4 separate regions of the Mus musculus genome follow, and regions 1, 3 and 4 are each linked to region 2. A link is a contact called in public HiChIP or PLAC-seq data. All regions are on one chromosome and are shown on one strand. Each heading gives the region's core, a stretch centred on a gene start, on an enhancer-like site or on the middle of the called end of the contact. The rest is flanking DNA. Distances are from core to core; before and after follow the strand shown.

Region 1 (3,611 bases), core at 320-2,819, 280 kb after region 2:
CCAGAGCCACCCCTCTGCCTCTCCTCCTGGCTTATTTCATTTTCCTTTTAAGATGGTTCCACTTTCACTGGGATGGCCAAATGTTCTGTTGTAGTCATTAATAAACCTGAATCAAGGATAAAAACAGATAGAAGAGTTCCTGGGGCTGAGAGTCTGGGGGAAGGTCCTTAATAATCTCTAGTTTGTCCCAGTTCCTCCTGAGTTTTGTGTCATCTATTCAGGTCCACAGACTCCGGGCCTCTAAGCTGATACTTGTGAGCATCTGCCTGTTCTCATTACCCCCAGATTCCAAAAGATGTGTCACAGCCAGCGGCTCACATATCCGAGCTCACGTCTACATGATGTGGTTTGTGGGGCGGGGTACCGGGGTTGGGCGTCTCTGCTGATAGAGAATACAATTGCCTCCTAAATCGGTGCCTTTGTTCTGGTTGATTCTAAGGTGCCATCAGTTTGCTTTTGCATACGGGATCAAGTGGGCTTTCCTTTGTGCAGGCGATAGTGGGCACTTAGGAAAGATTCAACAAATATTTTCTAGATAAATAAAGTCAATGAGGCAGATTAAACTTTTTACTATCGTCAGCACAATGACTACCCACAGACAGCTCTGTGGAATTAAACCAGTTTAAGGAGGTGAAGTCATTAGTACCTAAGGCCCCCACATACACACACACACTCACACACACACACAACTCACCCAGTCCATACTGTGGCGAGGAGTCTGAGAAATTCTGAATCCTGTTAAACATGGAAGCCAGGTGCTGATCAGAGTGCAATGAGTGTAGGTCCTACATACGCGCCTAAAGAATGGCTACCCACCACCCCCCAAGCTTGGATTTCCCCTATTCAATACTCCTGTTTGCCTTTCTACTTCATTTTATGCTCTATTTAATGTATCTGTCATAAGCATTATATTAGTGTAGTTACATTACATGATTGTTACCTGAGCTAATTAGAGTGTGTCAGCTCCAAACACGAGAGTACAAAGAAAGGACTTCAGACATCCAGATCTTACTTTACCCGCAAGATAAATGAAGTTTGTTCATAAAGAATTCTACTTGGGTTTCCCAGTGACATCCAGTTTCAACCTTTACTGGTATTGTGTAAAACTGGCAGGAAGACATCAGATTTCACACCTGGGGTCCCTTGCAAATGACAGTAATAGAAATAGTAATTATCTGGGCGGCAGAGCAACCCTGTACCAGCTTGGTCATCACCACAGCTCAGGGTGATTGGGCAGCTTATTATTAATCACATTTTGCAGAAGAGAACACTGAGAAATTATGCAGTTGCCCAAGGCCATCTATTTATTATGTGGCATCAATGGAGTCATGACCCAGGCCATTCTCTACAAGACTTTGTGCCTTGTGCTCCCTGCTTATAGGCATCTTGACTCTATTAAATCATATTGCTTTATTCTCCTGTTTGCTAAGGGAGAACATCTTAGACGAACATCTGGATACAATATTCTTTCAGAGTTCGTTTATTCGAATGAGGGGGTTTGTCGTCAGTTAATGCCTTGGATTGGCCCTCGGGGAAGAAAAAGGGAGGACAGCAAAGGTTTTCAGAAGGAACAGGAAGGTTAGATTGTGTCATTCTGCAGCATAAACTGTTTGCAGTCAAGGCAAGCTGTTGGAGCAGCCGTATCGCCCCTCCCCGGAGCGCCAGCTATTTCTAGACTCCAGGCAGGAGGCATCAGTTGCTGGCTCTTGATTTTGTCATAAGTGATCAGAAATCAACAGATGGGGACCATCCAGGAGGCCTGGATTGCAGCATATTTTCAGGGCCAGGCAAAGACCTGGATGTAGAAGAGAGGCAGGAATAATGTTTGCAGGCAACAGCACAGCAAAATGTTTGAAATCAAAGCTAGATCTAAGGACAGACTTGCAGGATGGGACAGCTGGCTACCGCGGGATGAGTGGTCAGAGAGTAAAAGGCCTGGAGACAAGATCTTTGTCTAAAGATGTTTGTATGTCATTAGAGCCGATACAGCAGTGCTGCTAGGTGTCCTGGCCAGGACAGCAAGACATTTTATGGTCCAAGACATAACTGATAAAGTTTGTAAGAGAGGTGTGGATTGAGGGCCTTGTAAGAAAGGAGGGAGAGAGGCAGAGAAGAGTGAGGGAGAAAAGGAGGGAGGGGGAGGGAAAAGGTCAGAAGGAAGGTGAGAGGGAAGCAAGCATATTTGGAGAATGGGAATGACAGAAATAACAAAACCCTAACATCCAAAATGTTCAAGGTGTGGAGTAACCATCTGTGCCAGACTACCATTAGCACTCTGGTGATGAGGTAAAGACCGGTACAGAAGAAAAGACTAGAAAGGAGAACTTGAGAAAGACTCAGTACACACGGGCTCACTGAACAACAGCTTATATTATATAATACATTAAATCTGTATTTAAATATTTGTCAAATGAATAATTAACATGGAGTCAAAGAAACAGCTAAAAAACAAAAACAAAAAACCAAACAAACAATCTTCCCTTTGGCCACACCTCTTCAGCCATGTCAGTATTATGAAGAAAGTATGACAACACAGATTTCCCATCTACTTAATTTTAAGGCATCTGTGTTAGTCAGGGTTTCTATTCCTGCACAAACATCATGACCAAGAAGCAAGTTGGGGAGGAAAGGGTTTACTCAGCTTCCACTTCCACACTGCTGTTCATCACCAAAGGAAGTCAGGACTGGAACTCAAGCAGGTCAGGGAGCAGGAGCTGATGCAGAGGCCATGGAGGGATGTTACTTACTGGATTGCTTCCCCTGGCTTGCTCAGCTTGCTCTCTTATAGAACACAGGACTACCAGCCCAGGGATGGCACCACCCACACTGGGCCCTCCCGCCTTGATTACTAATTGAGAAAATGCCTTACAGCTGGATCTCATGGATGCATTTCCTCAAGGGAGGCTCCTTTCTCTGTGATAACTTCAGCTTGTGTCAAGTTGACACACAAAACCAGCCAGGACAGCATCTTCTATTGGCAGCAACACAAAATACTATGTTACATTACATTTCTCTCTTTTTCTTTCCTGGTAGTGTAATCTAGATGGTAGACCACTTGCACACGTAGATTAAACACCCCTCCCCCTTTCCCTACGGTCTCGGTAGCTCTCCGGCACTGCTCTGGAAGCAAGGTCAGACGAAGTGTTTGTGCAAGGCAATCTCTTGGAACAGAATGCGGTCCCTCCTGCGACCATTCTGCCCCGCAGCACATTTAGAAGAAAGTAGGTCCCACTTTGTCCCTTCCCGATCCTCATTCCCATCAGTCAAGCACAGAGCTCTGGAAGATTAGATTATTTGAAATGGTTTGAATGTCACTGCCGAAGCTCTGTGCTATTTTTTTCCTGGGCCAAATGGCTCGGGTTCATTCAGATTAAAGGACTCCCATTAGTGGTTAAGTAAAGTCTCTTGTCCTTGACCGTGTAATTAAAACAAAGGAGGAGGCCAAGGCCCTGCACTGCGATCTGAGGACATATATAAATGTTAATAGAGATCCCAAGGTTATGTTTCTAGTTCTGAGGGGTAATTTCAGGCAAGATACCACTTTGTGTATATAGCCCAGAGGCTTCCATCAAATTCCCATTAGTCCACAATTTGGTCAAATAAATGCTGGG
Region 2 (3,157 bases), core at 221-2,720:
TAGTGATCTTGTTTAAAATAATGAATTCCGATTAATCTATCTGGTCACATTTAAGAGAACATGTTCCTGCACGCACAGGACTCATTTTCTTTGGAATGATTTCTGCTTGTCTTCCAGCACAGCCCCCAGGAAGTACAAGGACTCAGTAACTTGAATATATATACACACCTTCAGCTGGCAGCAGAAAGGAACACAGGCATCAAAGAACCCTCCTGCAGAAGCAGGCACACTGCAAGGCTCAATTAGTTCACGGACTGGGGACACAGCTTTTTATAAGTGCTTTCCTACCCCGGGGAAGTTTTCTGAGTCTCCCTCTCTGCTCTCCAGAGGCTAGAAAGTCCTAACCAGGTTTTATCTATTTTTTTCCCTCTTTTTTTTTTTTTTTCCTCCCCTGTAACAACAAAAGAAGTTGTCAGGAAACCGCTGCTTGGTATATGTCATCAAGGGCTTTCTATTTTCGGTAAGTTGTTCTCCTACTTACTCCTTAGTTACAGCTTCTCATTGTGCCCAAACACTCAGAGTGGTTAGGACCCTTCAGCCTCCACCACCAGCACCAAGCAAACCAACCCGACCTCATCAGAATCTCTTCTTGGATTCCTCCTGATGGCTGTTGACCCCACCCTCACCATCCCAAGTCTATCTGTAGACCTCAAGTTAAAAACTTCAGTTTAGAACTAAAATTCAAAAGTCACTTAAGATACTTTCCAGAAGCGAAGAGACCCCTTTAACCTCTCAAAGAAGGGAGTTCTTGAGCCCCATAGAAGCTCAGGCCATATACTGGAGTACCTGGGTCCTGGGCTATCCCATGGCTACATTGGAAGGAAAAGTTAACTTTCTTTGCTCCTTGAGTTTAGGCAACCCCTTCCCGCAGGCGCTGGACCTGGGGTGGTCCGGAGCTCAAAAAAATCTAAGAACAGAAAAGATCTGTTTGCAGAGAGGCTCGCGTACCACCGCCCAGTAGGCAAACACACCCCGAGGTCTGGAGCCCTGGGCTCCAGGGATGCGTGCATGCACCTCATGCCTCCCTCGCATCAACTCCGAGCGAGGACAGTGCACTCGATTCTTCCCCTGGGGTCTAACCGGGACGTTGGCCCCGAACCTGCACTGTTAGGCGGGAGCTCCCGCGCGCTTACCTTGGGGTTGGTCAGGAGCTGGTGCTGGTCGCTGTGTAGCAGCGCCCTGGAGTTGGACTCGGAGTTGTTCACGTACACCTGGACGCAGGGATACTGCGAGGTGCCCCTGCAGTCGGTGCCACAGGTGAAGGTGCACTCGAACACCTCGCCGATCTGCTGCACCGACAGCACGGTGCAGTTGGCCGCCGTGGCTTGCAGATCCTGCAAGGCGGGACTGAGCCAGCAGAAGCCGAAGATGAAGAGCGACAGGATGCCGGAGACGATGAGGAACAAGCCGAGCCGGATGCTCTTGTCTTCGGCTTCCGTGTACTCGTAAGACACCCTGAGCTTCGCCATCGCCCCCCACTCTCCACGGCTGGCGCGCTCCCCGCCCCCTCCCGCCCCCGGCGCCGAGCTCAACCGCCTCGGGCGGGAGGAGCCGCCGCCGCCGCCGCGCGACAGCAGGGGAGTGGGCGGCGAGGGGGCGCGCGCGAGAACAAAGGGGCCGAGGCCGGCGACGCCCCCGGCGGCGGCGACGGCGCTGCCCGAGGCCGGGCTCCCGGGTGCCACCGCCGCCTCACAGCGTCCGGCACCCCGGGGCTCCCCGAGCCCGCCCCCGCCCCCGCGCGCTCCGCGCCCCGCGCCCGCCTCCCCGCGCGCGCCGCCCGCCTGCCATCGCCGCGGCCGAGCGCCCGGCGCCCCGACGCTGGGAGCGACTGGGCTGCTGAGCCCTGGCTCCGCGTTGAGCGAGGCTGCTCCTCCCCGCCCTGGGCGCCGCCGCCCCGCCCCGCCCCGCGCCGCGCCCCGCAGCTCCCGTGGGCGAGCACCCGGGCCGCCGCGAGCTGCTCTCGGAATCCTCGCCAGATGCAACCTGGAGAGATGGCGGAGACGGTCGAGGCGAACGCTTAGCACCGAGGGAGCGTGGCTGGGGAGAAAGTTAAAAGAGAGAAAAAAAAAATTTTTTTAAGTGGGGGAGGATGGCGTGAGCGTGCGAAGCGGGAATCTTCAAACTCCGATCCGGGGAGCTGCGGGGCAGCAGGCGCACCGGCAAAGGGAGCTCCGGTGGCGGCGAGCGACAGAGGGCACCGGCGCGGACGCGGGGGGATGCCCACAGGCGAGCGGCCGGGAGCCGGAGGTCCCCGCGGATCCCACGCCGCCACCGGGACCGTGCAGGCTAACACGATTGGAGCCTTGAGCGTCGGTGGACTTTCCTGGAAAAATAGGTGCCAGACAGCGGGAACGACCCCTAGGGGGTGGACGCAAACAGGTGGCAAAGCCTGGCCTCGGGCTGGTGAGAGCAGACTCTGTTGGCCTCTTTAGGAATATTGCCACCCTTAGCTGGCCCTGAGATTTGCAGGTGAGCTTTTTCTGGAGCTCTGTGCAAGGCGACCGCGGCTTGCAGACACTTTGGAACTCCACCCTATCGATGTACACCTTTATTCAGCCTCTATTCTCCTGACTTTTCCTTTGTAAGTTTAAATTTGCTTTTTACCTACATTTTTTTAAAGATCATAAAACCAAACTTGAGAACTGTTTAGAGCTGCGTTTGGAAGAATAAAGTTGTTGTTGTTGTTTTAACCCTCCTTTTCTTGTCTTTCAAGTCCTAGATGAATGAACTCAGGCTCCTGATGAATAACAGTTGCCAAGTCATGGAAATGTTAAGCCCACTCTACCAGACTTCAAACCCTTTGGCTGGCACTGACAGAGTTCTGGCATGTTATGCTGATGGGTATTTCCAAACAATGGTAAAGGAGACCTTTAGTGTCTGTTTTTCTTAATGAATAAAAAGGCTGCAGGACTTGGAAAAACTTTAAAATCACAAAGATGTCTCAGTGTCGTCTCCGTTTGAGAGCAGACACTGTATTTTTTGTTTGTTTGTTTGTTTGTTTCTGCCTGAGATTTCCCCCCCTGTTGGCGTCAAGGCATTTGTTAGGCACACGCTGGCTATAAAGAAGAGAGCTCCAAAGCTGAAGCGTCTTAACCTGAAATCGCAAATCTTCGCTGAGTGTTTTCCTTCGACAGATTCCAGATGCCAATCCTCATTT
Region 3 (3,315 bases), core at 435-2,934, 360 kb after region 2:
GTGTGTTATGTATATATTGTATATTATATGTTACATATTAGATGTTATACATACATAAATACATACATGCACACAGCGTTACAGTGTTAACCATTAAATGGACCGAGAAGTCTGTTTCTACCTTCACACCTGTGTTTTGGAGCAAGAATGAAATAGTACCAGTGAGCTATCTGGAGTTAGGAGGGTCTACATTCCTGTTCTTCGCATTACTTTTAGGGCACGTTGGTGTATCCTACTCTACTGCTACACTAGAGTGCTCTCTTTAGCCAAAAAATAATAGCTTGGAGAAAGCTACTGTCTCCAAGGTACAATATGTTTTTAGAATTTAAAAACTGGGTAAATAACACAACACCTCATCTATGCTGAGCGAAACTCAGTGTGTCACACTCAGACAGAATGTGAATGTCACCACCGTGCCACTGCCCCTGCTCAGCATGGGGGTTAATCATCTTTGCGCTGTGATGAGGGTCCATAGGGTTTGTGGGTCAGCAGCTTCCTGTTAAAGGAGGTTAAGCGAGCCAGGTTCTCTTCCTCCCTTGGCTGCTCTCTGAACACGCACAGTGCTTAGGGTGCTGCCAGCCGAGAAAGGGAAAAACCCTGTTGCCACATAAAGTATTCAAAGAACGCAGGTGACTAACGGAGTGTGTGACCCGAGTCCTAAGCACTCAGCTCAGGACAGCACTGCCATGGCCACGATTCTATGTCGAAGTAGAAAGACAGATACTTCAGTCTTCATGCCTTCTGGGGAGAAGCCAGAAATGATAAGCAACCTAATTTCTGGACTGGAATTCAGATCATATTTGTTAGCACAGAGAAGCAATTCAGATGATACCAAAGGAGACATCCAGCAGGCTTTGACCATGAGGGTCCTGTAAGAAGGACCAGACAGATACCTCTGTGATTGGCTGCCTGGTTTTGCCTCAAAGGAGTCTTCTTGGCCCATGGTTGTGTCAGAAACAGCCCGTTTGTGAACAGCTGGCTTTCACACAAGCATTTTACTTCATTTCTGTCATTGCTTTGCCTCCAGTGAGATTTCTAGGAGTAACTGGAGGGCTTCCACTAGTAGGTAGCTTATCATGTTTTTAACTGACTAACATAATTACAGAGGGTTCTTTGTTTCAGAACAGCTCAAAGCAGGCAGGAAGAAACTCCACTTTCCAAAAGGAGGCAGATGTGTCCCCAGGGCCTTGGATTGGTAGCTGTGAATGTAGGCATGCCCACAGTGACTGGTGCTCCCTTCTGGACGGTCACATCCTCCCTGTGTAGCTTTCCAAGGCCTGGGACAGTACTGTCTCACCAAGGCTGCCCTGCCTCGGGTGCCTATTGTCTCCTCCAACACTCAGTGGCAGCCAGTCTGGCCTCATAGCCACAGCTGCAGCTGCCAGTAGCTTAATGTCCCCACAGCTGCCACAACACCATCCACAGCTGTAACCACTCAGCAAATGAGTTGAGCTATTCCCTTGGGTAAGGCAGTGGCCCAGATGTCCTGGGGTAACCAATAACGTTGGAACACAGAAAACCTTCCTGGTACTTTCTTCACTTGGCGAGCCTAGATCAGATAGAGAGCTGGACTATAGGAGACTCCGTCTTTATGAGCTGAGTGATACTGAAAGGGCTGGTTTCAAAAACCTCTTTCCTCTGGGCATGGAGAATACTCACAGAATAAAAATGTATCGTCAGTATAAAGTGGTGCCATGTGTAGATGTTTAACCAGTGCCCCCAACAGAGAGTCGACATCAGGATTTCCCAGCATGCCTCAGCACCATGGCATTTGGGGAGGGAATACTTCCAGTGGGAATGGTTGGTTCCCCGTGTATTGCCCATCATCTCTGTTCACTGTGATCTTGGTTGAGAACCACAGTATAAAAACTAACACAATAGTTTCTGCTATTATCATTACCGACAACGGTTAGGAAATAACACAGCTCAAGTATGTCTATGTCGCTGACAGTTCAACTTCTTCCTGCAAGGGAGAAAAGTATATGTGGTCCAGAAAACCAGAGAGTTGCGCTTACCCTTACGATGATCCTTTCAGAGATGTGGGCAGCCAACAGGTAGAACTGATCTTGGTTAGCAGCGTACAATCCGACCACCAACATGAAGTACCTAGTTCGGAAACAACAGACTGATGGGGGCATATCAAAGAACAGAGATGCTATTTGTGCAACGAAGTAGCATCTGGCATTTCATTAATAGTGAGCTCAGCCAGACGGGTTCACTTACGTACAGACTGCCTTCCCTTCCTATCTCAGAGATGCCTCGGTGAACTGGAAGGACAATTGGCTGACTTGCTACTGTCCCAGGTGTTTCTGTGTGCCTGCTCCCTGGGGAGAACTTCAGGCACTGAGCTCAGCCCACCTATGTGGCTCACCCAGGCCTCACCCTGGAGCATCGCTGAAGCGCTCTTTACAAACACAGGACAAAGCCACCAGGGTCCCTGTGTCCACAACCATATAAGCCACAGGTCCTGGGCCTTAAGGGAGGGAGACTTAGAGAATATGTCCATCATATTGGTTCCATCTCATCCTTACTTGCTCCAGGTATCCTCCATTCTCAATGCCCTCAGGCCTTAAGTATAGATAGCCAAAGACTTGGACCTCCCTCTAGCCCTCCCAAAGCAAACCTCACTGCAGGTACTTAAGTATCTCCTCACATGGACTATCAGTGAGACAATCTTAAGGCTATGGTTATTATTATTGGTTTAATGGATAATCTTAATGGTTGTTTCTTGGAAGTCAAGGCAGAAACTCCCCCACGACATTTATCCTCGTTTATCTTCCCAGGGCTGGAGACGTGATGGCTCGTGAGTTAAGAACGCTTGTTCTTATAGAAGAACAAGATTCAGTTCCCAGCATCTACACAGTGGTTTACCAGCATCCATAACTACAGTTCCAGGGAGGCCAACATCCTCTTCTGACCACCATGAGCAGTAGGCAGGTATGTGATACACATATACACATGCAGGAAAAACAGTCATAGCCATAAAATAAATGTTAGGGGCTGGGGGTGGGGCGAGAAAATGTTTTCCAGGCCACACCTCCTTGCTCTTCGTAGAATTACAACTTAAGGATCAAAGGCTGGGAGGTGGTCAGTCATGATCTTAACCCTAACACTCAGGAGGCAGAAGTAGGCAGATCTCTGAGTTAGAAGCTGGCAGGGTCTACAGAGTGAGTTCAAGGACAGCCAGGGCTACACAGAAAACCCTGTCTCAAAAAAAACAAAACAAAACAAACACAAAAGGATCCAAGAGAAGCCAGGAGGCACACACACCCAGACTCGGCTGTGAATCTCAGGTAGGGGAACTGAGAGATAATC
Region 4 (3,312 bases), core at 209-2,708, 450 kb after region 2:
AAAGCGCAGACAGCCGCTTGCTTCAGTATGAACTGGCTTAAAACTCACAGTGCCTGAAGCTCCAGGAAGCCTTGGGCAATGCCCTACAAACACTTTACACCACACATGACGGTAAAACCAGCAGTGTTTAATAATGCCGTAACTCTTACTTTACACAATTCGATAAACAGCATCTAGGCTATCTTTGTGCTTTCTAAAATGCAAGGCTTCAATTATTTCTGGGTTCTGTTTGTTTTCTTAATTATCTGACTCAACTCTAGAACTTTCTATCAATGGAAAATTTTGCTTCTCTCAGATTTCAAATAAAAAGAGCTACTAGTAATCTTTAGGAAAATCATCATATTTTCACATTTCTTATTCGTACTTTAACACTGCACTAACAGAACGTCGTGACTAGTGGGGGACCCCCTTAGGCACCCACTTTCCTTTACACAACGCATGCCACTTTATTCCCTAGATGGAAACTTGAAATGCAGAGACTCCTGCTGCAGATGCTCTGAGGCCAAGTGGGATGGGGGTGGGATGGGGAGGGTCCTTGAGAGCAGCCAGCCCTAGCAACAGCCTCCCCATCCTAACACTGATATTCTGTGCTAAAGAAGTCTGCTGGCCACCTCAGTGATGGCGATCAACAGGAGGGACAGGTCAGAGGGGACAGTCCTCTCTGCAGGAGTTACCTCTTTGCAGTCTTTTACGATTGGCTGGATCACACTCAAGTCCTGGTGGCTCCCACCCATGGCGCTGCTTGTACTTTTGTTCCTTGTGTGCCCCCTTTTAAAGGGGGTCTTTGCAGCCGCCAGAGGCTCCTGCGTAGGCGATGTTGGAGAACTGGACAGTACGAGTGTCTTCAGAGCGGCCACTTCAGCCTGAAGTACATCAATCTTGAAAAGAAAGCAGCAGCGTCACACGCACAGCATGCTCTACGGCAGATGTGGCCGTCACACGCACAGCATGCGCTGTGACAGATGTGGCCAATGCTAGCAACTTGGCGAATTTCAAGAACAGAAAATAAGTTTAATTTGTTATTTTTCTATGAAGTAATGAAGGGAAAGCAATCCAAGATTTTTGGGTTTCCATATGGATTGGATTCAACTACCAATAATGTCAAAAGGTAAATTTTAAATGGTCAAAGATACTAACATTAGTATGAATTTTCAAAATATTAAAATGTATCAGCTTACGATTACCTTTAGTTCACTCCTAAAATAATAAAATCTACTTAGGTCTCTTTTTCCCCCCTAGTGAATTAAGAGAATAAATATTAACTTTTAAAAATGACTCCAACATCCTTCTACATGATTTCCATGGTGATAAGCAAGCTGGCTGTGACACACTACACACCCGAGTCAAGGTTACATAGTTAGTGCCTATTTGCAGCTTCCACATTAGCACACTTCTCCGAGGGGTCAGGACAGCCACCAAGGGCGCTAGGCACTCATGACCGCTCTCCCCACGGTCTCCCCGCTCCACTGCGAAGGCCCCGACTCACTTTCCCCTGGGCTTCCTTCAGCTGCTTCTCTGCAGTGGCTTGCTTGACGTTCGCTTCCCTCACCATCTTGTGAGCTTCCTGAAAAAGTCAAAAGTCTCAAAAACTGGAGGCAAAGCATTGTAACGCTCATTTCAGCAGCTGCCTAGGAGGCAGCAAAGGGCCTGAAACTAACTAAGAACCCAACAACCACAGTGGGGGAAGCAGCTGCCATCAAACGGACGGGAAGGTAGGGCTGAGGCCAGGCACTCGGCACCTGCTGAGCACCGTGGCAGCAGAGGTGGGGTCCAGTCCATCCAAGGGACACCCACGTCAGGACTACAACCAGTAAAGGGGTCGGAGGACGGCTGCAGGTCAAAGCCAATACATGACAGGGACAAGACGGTGGACACCTCAGCAGAAACGACACCCAAGGAGCTCCAGTTTCCATTAAGACATGGATAAAATGACACGGGTGAAAACGACTGCACAGTGTAGCCTGAGCAGGGAATCTTCTACTCTTAAGTTCCCAATGCCACAGTTATGACACTACAGGCACGGGCCTGCCTTTCAGTCATACAGTGTTATTAATGACGTCTCTTTATGACATACTGCTCCAGGTTCTGACAGCGAATGAGGAACAAGGCAAAGGCTTGGTTCCTAAAGAGCTCAGGGTGCACTCTAACAACAGCAATGGAAATCAGGGTGATAACCCAGACTTCACTCTAAGTGAAAGATGAATTCTTCTTTAAGAGAATAACATGATCTCATATTTTAAGAGATTAAGCTTTTGTATGAAATAATCTGTATAGATTAGAGAAACTGGGAACAAAATGTGGCTTCAGACTTAGTATTTGGGAATGTAAGATATCCAAAGGAGATTCAAAGATACTTATTAAACACACAGTCTGACAGCTCTCTCGGGTCTGTGACAGCTGTTGGTCTGCAGCAGCTCGTGTGAGTCGGGAGCACGAACCTCAGACTACATTAAGTATCCCGATGCTCACTACCGATGGCTGGGATGGAATGGGACGCACCTCGGGAATACTCCCGTCACCGTGCACTGCTCACCCGGCAGAGCCCTGAAGAATGAGCTCAGCTCTGCCCTTCTGAAAACAACAGTTGCTGCAGACTGGACGGACTTTCCTGGGATAAGGTGGAACTGTCCAAAGAAGGCTATTTGGCAGGTGTTTCCAAAACAAGAACGCTATCTGCTTGGATCTCTCCTAAGATAACTGATGTTTAAGTCTGAATGCAGAAGAGACTGATGTCTGACAAAGTACCTGCTGAACAGGGCGGGGCGGGGCTGGGCCCTTGTCACCTGCTGCGCAGTCTTAAGACTGATCAGACTTAAGACAACTGAAGAGCCGACGCCTCTAAGCCAGCTTTGAAAGCCTGGAAGAGCTAAGGAAATGGTGAACACCAGAACCCAGGCCAGGATGAGCCCCAAGGTGAGGTGGGAAGTGAGGTGACCTCTCCGGCTTCAAGAGGGACCCTGATGATACACAGGAGCAGCTGATGTCCCCAGAGAAGGGGGCGCTAGCCTGAAGCATAAAGCGTCTGGCGTGGGTCTGCCGATCGACAGAACACCAAAAGGCAGCGTTTCTAGATGTGGGGCTGTTTTCTCTGACTGTCCCCAAGGTCAGGCGCCATAAGCACTGTGTACAGCAGGTGTCCTAAGCTGTCTCCACCGAGACTGAGCTTTGCCAAGAACATTTTACAATGCTGACAACGTCTTCTAGTACAAATGGCAGAAGTATGTTTAGGACCGTTTCAGAAACTGTTACAAACTCTGTCCCGCCCCAAAGCTAACTACATCAACTTTTAAGAAATATAACATTCATTAAATT

Evidence for each region. HiChIP or PLAC-seq counts read pairs in DNA pulled down with a chosen protein or histone mark.
Region 1: an H3K4me3 HiChIP or PLAC-seq map of craniofacial prominence shows a contact between it and region 2, with 4 times the contacts expected there. The contact joins the enhancer-like site here to the promoter of Kcnmb4 in region 2. A contact is called at or near these places in 3 of 39 promoter capture datasets (the C10 cell line, embryonic stem cells and pre-B cells), 1 of 15 datasets of contacts at CTCF or cohesin (the NIH/3T3 cell line), 1 of 484 Hi-C or Micro-C datasets (centroblasts), 12 of 115 datasets of contacts at active chromatin or transcription factors (CD8 T cells, craniofacial prominence, embryonic forebrain and 5 more) and 2 of 9 other capture datasets (liver and pancreatic islet).
Region 3: a contact with region 2 is called in an H3K4me3 HiChIP or PLAC-seq map of embryonic limb bud, with 4 times the contacts expected there. The contact joins the enhancer-like site here to the promoter of Kcnmb4 in region 2. A contact is called at or near these places in 9 of 39 promoter capture datasets (embryonic stem cells, frontonasal cranial neural crest, hippocampal neurons and 4 more), 1 of 15 datasets of contacts at CTCF or cohesin (pro-B cells), 1 of 484 Hi-C or Micro-C datasets (cerebellum), 13 of 115 datasets of contacts at active chromatin or transcription factors (bone marrow-derived macrophages, craniofacial prominence, embryonic basal ganglia and 10 more) and 3 of 9 other capture datasets (adipose tissue, embryonic stem cells and liver).
Region 4: a contact with region 2 is called in an H3K27ac HiChIP or PLAC-seq map of regulatory T cells, with 4 times the contacts expected there. The contact joins the enhancer-like site here to the promoter of Kcnmb4 in region 2. A contact is called at or near these places in 3 of 39 promoter capture datasets (the 3T3-L1 cell line, 3T3-L1-derived adipocytes and liver), 2 of 484 Hi-C or Micro-C datasets (Th1 cells and embryonic stem cells), 15 of 115 datasets of contacts at active chromatin or transcription factors (T-cell acute lymphoblastic leukemia, Th17 cells, bone marrow-derived macrophages and 11 more) and 3 of 9 other capture datasets (adipose tissue, embryonic stem cells and liver).

What each region holds. Positions count from the first base shown.
Region 1 is chr10:116,754,707-116,758,317 of GRCm38.p6, forward strand. No RefSeq gene overlaps it. Among named protein-coding and RNA genes, the nearest start is that of 4930579P08Rik, 27 kb to the left of the region's middle. Within about 2 kb of position 1,570, at least 19 of the 459 cell types and tissues checked have an H3K27ac peak or open chromatin away from gene starts, as enhancers often do. A contact at or near this core is called in craniofacial prominence, where this site is marked.
Region 2 is chr10:116,472,053-116,475,209 of GRCm38.p6, forward strand. It overlaps Kcnmb4 (potassium large conductance calcium-activated channel, subfamily M, beta member 4), which reads right to left and starts at 1,471. Exons shown (of 3, transcript NM_021452.1): 1 at 1,134-1,471. The coding sequence starts at 1,469. It overlaps Kcnmb4os2 (potassium large conductance calcium-activated channel, subfamily M, beta member 4, opposite strand 2), which reads left to right and starts at 1,111. Exons shown (of 3, transcript NR_130644.1): 1 at 1,111-2,335; 2 at 2,433-2,581; 3 at 2,714-2,935.
Region 3 is chr10:116,826,942-116,830,256 of GRCm38.p6, forward strand. Myrfl (myelin regulatory factor-like) reads right to left here. Exons shown (of 25, transcript NM_001033333.3): 10 at 2,016-2,106. Among named protein-coding and RNA genes, the nearest start is that of Myrfl, 68 kb to the right of the region's middle. Within about 2 kb of position 1,685, at least 45 of the 459 cell types and tissues checked have an H3K27ac peak or open chromatin away from gene starts, as enhancers often do. A contact at or near this core is called in embryonic limb bud, where this site is marked.
Region 4 is chr10:116,918,088-116,921,399 of GRCm38.p6, forward strand. It overlaps Rab3ip (RAB3A interacting protein), which reads right to left. Exons shown (of 11, transcript NM_001359645.1): 5 at 1,487-1,564; 6 at 675-878. The region is part of intron 3 of Gm51782 (a long non-coding RNA gene); the gene reads left to right. Among named protein-coding and RNA genes, the nearest start is that of Gm51782, 5.6 kb to the left of the region's middle. Within about 2 kb of position 1,459, at least 53 of the 459 cell types and tissues checked have an H3K27ac peak or open chromatin away from gene starts, as enhancers often do. A contact at or near this core is called in Th1 cells, Th17 cells, regulatory T cells and 1 more, where this site is marked.